Linked DNA regions of Columba livia: region 1 is linked to region 2. Evidence: chromatin contacts called from public Hi-C data. All regions are on one chromosome and are shown on one strand. The core of a region is the stretch at or near the end of the contact, and the rest is flanking DNA. Distances in the headings are between cores, read along the strand shown. Region 1 holds the start of SRFBP1 (serum response factor binding protein 1). Region 2 overlaps ZNF475 (zinc finger protein 475).

Region 1 (3,187 bases), core at 263-2,762, 140 kb before region 2:
AAATATTATCTCAGTTCTTTTGAATGCTGAAACAGATAAACAGTGATGTGAAACAACTGATTCATTTTCTAAACATGCTAAGACTTCCTTACATTCAGACACAAGTTTTGTGAAAGTCCTGTTTCAATAAAATAGAAAAATATTTGTAACAATTTAAATCAACAATTCATTCTAAAACAATAAACTGGAAATAATGAGGAAAAAGTCTCATGAAACGTTGCCAAAATTTCAGACTGAGATCTCACAAAGTCAAAAACACATGCTCAGCCCCACTTCACCACAAATATTGAAAATGAACTGTGCATACAAAATTTTATGCAGCTGGAGCTTCAGATGACCTTATTTCAGCACAAACTATACTCTGCGTCCTCCACAAGTGGAAAAAATCAGTCTGAAAATTTCAAAGCAGTTTGAAAATCGTGGCTGGTTTTGCATCATAGGGAAAAACAAGGAGTGAGGATAAGACAAAACCTATAAATGCAGAATTGTGCACTGTTTACTCATGTAATGTTTTTCGGGCTGGCAGCAACAAGAGGAGAAAAGCAAGAATCCCAGATCATTTCTAAGATTATAAACTACTAGTGATAGAGGGAACTAACACTTTAAGGATGCCTAGTTTAGAGCTTTATGTAAACAATTTTAAGAAAAGACAGAACCCCATCGAATGCTAAGATAAGAAGTTTTTCAGCGCCTAGCTGCAGACTTGAGGAGGCGAGATAATGAAGATTTACAGCAAAATGGAGGGAACCAGACTGGTTTCAACCGACGTGGCAGCTTGTGTTCCAGTCAATTCAACATAATGAGCCAAAAGTAAGAAGTTCACTGTGGCGAAGCTGACGGAGCCTTCACCCAAAGATCCCCGAAGACCCCACCTGAAGACCGCCAGACGGCACTGCGCAGGCGTAACAGGGAGGGGTCAAGGAGGAGACTACGGAAATGATTAACTAGGGCTCAGTAAGAAGCGGGGAGAGGTTATAAATATCTACAGGCGTTCCTGGGGTCGTTATGACTATGTAACACCTTACTGTATTTAAACACACCTCTTATTGTTAGAAGTTGCGCATTAATGGTGGAATGATTCCCCCTTGTGCCCGACGTCAAAATAAACATATCTGCTTTATAACCTTGTGGGTTGTAAAGTTTTATGACTTTATAGGTTGTAAAGTTGTTTCCGCGCGTCACTAGGTGGGGCAGATGTCTTATAGTTTGAGGATTCAGACATCTTCTCAGGTCTTCGCTCTGGCCGGCCGATGACGGGATGCAGCAACACAAGCACAAGGCCGCAGTGCCAGGGTCACCACGAGCCAGCCGAGCGGCTCGGGCAGGTCAGCCGGGAGATCCTCTTCCTGCCCACGTCGCTTATCACCCGCCGGAGTCAGAAGGAGACTCTCTTCACCCCCATTTCTAAAGAAACGCGACTGCGGGCTGGGTGGCCTGCGCGGTGCAAGGTCCCCGCACTTCATAATGCCCCGCCCCGCCTCCCCAGGGCACGGTGGGAGCCGCCGGAAGCCGGCGCGGCCAGGGCGGAGTCGGAGGACCGCGGCCCGCAAGAGTTAGCCTAGAGAGGCTCTAGCCATAGAGCGCCAGCCTGGAGCGGGCCTGCCGCCGCGCGCGAGGCGCATGCGTCCGGTTTCGCTTCGTGCTGCGGCGTGGGGAGCGCTCGGAGGGACGGCGGAGCTGTACGGGCAGGGGCCGGCACCATGGCTCCCGTGCTGAACCTCAACAACGAGGTGAGCCGTCCTCTCCCGCGTTCCGTGCGGCGGCGGTCGGAGCAGGCCGGCGGGGGCAGGGCGGGAGGCCTTGGCGCGGAGAGCCTGGCGGGACAGGTGGAGGCAGCGGCCATGGGAGGGTTCTGCTCACCGGGAGCCGAGGAAGTGGCGGAGCTGGGGAAGTGGCAGAGCTGGGCGGCAGCGTGTCACCCTGCGAGCGAGCCGGGATGGACTCCATCCTCCCCAGAGCCGCGTGGCTACCTGGAGTGGTGGGAACGGCCCTGGCGCGGCCCTGGCCGGGCTGTCGCCATGTGGCCTGAGGCAGCTGCCGCCGTCCCCCCAAGGGAAACGCCGCTCACCGCTCTGGCCCCCAGCAAAAGGGCTGTGTGGTGAAGGAAAATCCGCCTTGCGAAAATAAACCACGTCTAAGGGGGTGCTGTGCAATTGTCTACACGTGTGCCTCGGTTCTACATCCTGTCACTGCGTGTCATATCGTTATTATATCGTGTTATCTCTTACCGTGTTTGTGTTCACACTGAAGTTTTGCAGGTGATTCTAGTGAACCTACCAAAGTCCCAGCTGCCTGTCTCCTGGATAGCAAAGATATGATGTTGCTTTATTTTCTTGGGTGTGGAGGGACTGAGAACGACAAATTAATGGGTTAGATTTAATTTTTTACTCTTTTGTAAGAAGGTTGGTGTTTCATATTTCTTTCATTTTTTTGCTACTCTATAAAGTGAATTTAATTAGTTAAATGTGTTTCACTTGTGATGGGCTTTGACTACATGTTTGCAAATTATTGTTTATAATAAGTCTGACAGAACTAAACTGTCTTCTTTAAACTGCTACTGCAGCACCTGAAGAGTATCTGACAGTTCTGCTGAGCGTGGGTTGTATCAGCTTCTGCAGATGGCATTGTGCACTTCCTGGATTCCTAGATAATTCACAGTATAATTCAAGTTACAATTTGTCACTAACAGAACCAAAATGACAGATTGTACAAACATTCTCAGATTACGTTTGTATTTAAAGTAAGTTTTATGTTCTATGCATACAATGACTCTGAGAGAGGTAGATTTTCAAGTGAAGAATTTAGTGAGAAGTAGTCTGTTCATCAGAAGAAATGTGATTTGCTATTACATAAAATATAGATATTTAATGGGTAGTTTATTACAGGTTTTCAGTCCTTACTCTTAACAAATGTAAGGTCAAATGTGAGCGATTGCACATTGAAATATGCCAGTGAACCACTGAAGAAGCAGGGGAGTATTTCCTGCATTTCTGAAGCAGCAATTTCTTTGACTGATCAAGTTCAGGTGGTGATTCATAGTCTTTCAGCTAAGATACACTTGTGTAACAAGAGATGAAAAAAGCATTGTTTGACTGAGTAATGACCAAACTGTTCTTGAGAAAAAAAAATAGAATACAGTGAGTTTCTGTACAAAAGTTTAAAAGTTACAGTATGGACACTAGGCACA
Region 2 (2,974 bases), core at 74-2,573:
GGCAAACTTCGGATGTTATGTATCTTAGCATGTAGGTATCTTAGGTATTTTTGTTTAGTTAACTTGAAATACAGTGTTTCCAATGATTTTCACTTTTTATCGTTATTCTTAACTCTGGCATGGAACACAAGTTTACTGAGGACTACATATTCAAAGGCAGCAACTCAGAGTATAACAACAACAAAGTAAACAAGACTGCACATTTATTTCCACTGAATTTGATTCAAGATCCCAGAATAAAGAAGCTGATTCACATTATCCAATAGCTACACAAAGTTTTGGAAAATGGCATGTGTTTTTCTGCATTTGTTTTTGCACAAGCTGTCTTTTGGCCAGAAGTTTGTAAAAAGATAGATGTCTAAATTTAGCCCCAGAGTCTGAAATAAAAGGCAAGGGTGTTTGTTTGGTTTTTTCTTTTTTTTTCCTTTTTTTTTTTTCTTTTCACCAGTGGTGGCTGGACTCCTGATAGCCTAGCCTACTTTTAAAAATGGAATTTAACTTCCTCAGTCACCAAAGGAATGCAATGCTATGCAGAGCATTTCTAAAATGTTTTGAAAGTCAAAGCATGCTGTATTTCAGTTTTTCAGCTGCTGAATAAATGGAGTTAATAGCATTATGCTAACAAACATGACAAGACAATGTGAGGCCTCTTTATATTATATTATTTGAGGCTACTAATTGATAGATACTGGCAAATTAGGTCCACTCCTCAGGTCTTTTATCAGCAAATTTCAAATAACCCAGAAACAGTTCAAAGTGCTGCATAGGTGCACCTATTGTTGTGGGAAAGGAGATGTTCTTGTTGTACACTACATTGTACTATTTACCAAAGAAAAGGTGTTGCTCAAAAGGTGTTTGTTCAATGAAAGTCATGGGTGTGAAGCAGAGATTTTTGTCCACCACACATAATTCTGTATGTTCAAAAAAAAAAAAAAAAAGGCTGGGGGTAAATGTTCCTAGTTACAACGTCATAAAAAAAAAAAACCAAGTTTAAAGTGCAGTTTGGAGTTTGGCATGGAGACTGACTCTAAAAATGTTTCCCTCTTGCACAACATATCTGATCCCTGTGTGGATTCAGTCACATCTGCTGACTTGTTTAACAACATTATTACCACTTTTTACTTCTGTGAGCTCTGCCAGAGCCAGAATGAATTGTGTTCAAATCTGTTTTTCTGTGTGAACAACAGGTTTCCTCATTTGCTTTCATAAGATACAGCAGAACTAATGAGGCTGCACAACTTGCAGTTTGTAATTAAGTCTGAAGGACTTTATTATTAGTGACAACTTTCAGGAAGGGATAATGGGTTTTACTTCTCTGAAGTTCTTTATTTTATTATTTTTAGAGGCATCCTTTTGAACAGAGGTGCACCAAAAAGGCAGAGATAGGAATGGAAAGAGTGAAAGAAATTGCCTGTGATCCCAGGGCCGTGAAGGACTGGCAGAATGCTTCTAAAAGACATGGTCGAAGGAAGCCTCTTTTCCATAGGTTTAAATTCTCTGTCTGAGGGTCTCCACCTCTGGTTTAAATTTTTGAAAGGTCTGCACATTGAAGGATATTGCAAAGCACTAAGCTCATGGAAGGACTGCGGATTTGCTATGAACAGGGACAAGGTCTGGGTCTCCTTCACAGTCTTTATATTTTTCCAACATATGGTTTTAATTTTCCTCACCTTACCAGTAACTCAGCTGCTTATTAATTCTGCTAAAAAAAAAAAAAAAAGTATACCACTATTGGAGTGAAATGGCAATCTGCTTTGTTCCTGGCAAGAAAGCATTTGAGGCAGTCCCTGTCTCAATTAGCACCCCTTATCTCTGTTACAATTAATTATTTAAATACCTGTTTAAAGTCCTGATTCAGCAAAACATCAGAGGAAAGGAACAACTGAAAAAAAGTCCAGCCCTTCTATAAGCATATTTAAGAACTGTAATGTTATTGTCAAATTACTTTATGCAATGAAAGAAGTCCTAAATTAAAAAGCTGTATTTTCCTCATTCTAAAAATGGAGACCTGACCAATTTGATGGTACACCATGTGAACGGTATTTTAACTTTACAACTGCAAGCACTTTTGCCTATGTAGCTCTGTCCTGGACTTCTCTCTCCCTTAGCAAGCGCAGGGTCGAGTATCATTACTAACAAACACTCCATTCAGTGTTAAGTGCCTTTAGAGCCCCTCTAAGCCAACTCTTCCACTAGCTGTCCTTGCTCTCAGGTTGCGTGAACACATCTGAGTTAATCATGTCTGGCTGTGTAAAACAAAAACCAGCCTATGCTTAAGAGACTCTCAAGGATCACATAAGCTCAGAACTTCTGTTTTAGATTCTGCTGTGATACCCCAGACAATGGAAGGGATGTCTGGAGCTACTGAAACTCAGACTTACACTAGAGCAGAGTATGGTTTTTGTTCTTTCATTGTCCAAAATGTCTGCTAGATGTGAGTATTAACGACTTACTCCGGGTATATGTTACCGTTTTTTTGACAACAGATAACGCTGATCCTAAAAGCCTATCAGATGTGTCACTAGCATCTGCTGCTGCCATCTGCTGTTTTCTTCTTATCATGTTAACTACCTAAAACCAAGATTTCAGTGATCTTCCGTTACTGTACTGTAGCACATTCTAACATGGCATAAGTCTTGAAAACTTGTGTAACAAAAAAATTTTGATATTGTATCTTGCTCTACCATAAATTAATCTAGTCACCTGGTAAAATGAAAACTCTTTTACATGCTGTGTAATTCTGATGAAGGTGCAGCAGTTTTGAATATCTGTTTAGGAGAATACTGACAAATATATTTGCAAATGTAGAAAGTTAGATGAGAATAGACAGTGAATGGATGGTTTGAATGAAATCTATTGACCATTCTCATTGCGAATGATTGAGCTTCCTGCCTTTCTACCTTTACACAAATGCATGTTCGTTATACTGATATATTTATTTTAAAAGGTAGCACATTAGGAGTAAAATGGGATA

The links. A called contact is a pair of places that touch in the nucleus more often than the background predicts.
Region 1: a Hi-C map of liver shows a contact between it and region 2, with 2.2 times the contacts expected there. The contact joins the promoter of SRFBP1 here to the enhancer-like site in region 2. A contact is called at or near these places in 2 of 2 Hi-C or Micro-C datasets (crop and liver).

Annotation. Positions count from the first base shown.
Region 1 is chrZ:32,941,081-32,944,267 of bColLiv1.pat.W.v2, reverse strand. SRFBP1 (serum response factor binding protein 1) reads left to right here and starts at 1,512. Exons shown (of 7, transcript XM_021292582.2): 1 at 1,512-1,730. The coding sequence starts at 1,701.
Region 2 is chrZ:32,797,495-32,800,468 of bColLiv1.pat.W.v2, reverse strand. All of the region lies in intron 7 of ZNF475 (zinc finger protein 475), which reads left to right. Among named protein-coding and RNA genes, the nearest start is that of ZNF475, 43 kb to the left of the region's middle. Within about 2 kb of position 1,323, at least 2 of the 3 cell types and tissues checked have an H3K27ac peak away from gene starts, as active enhancers do.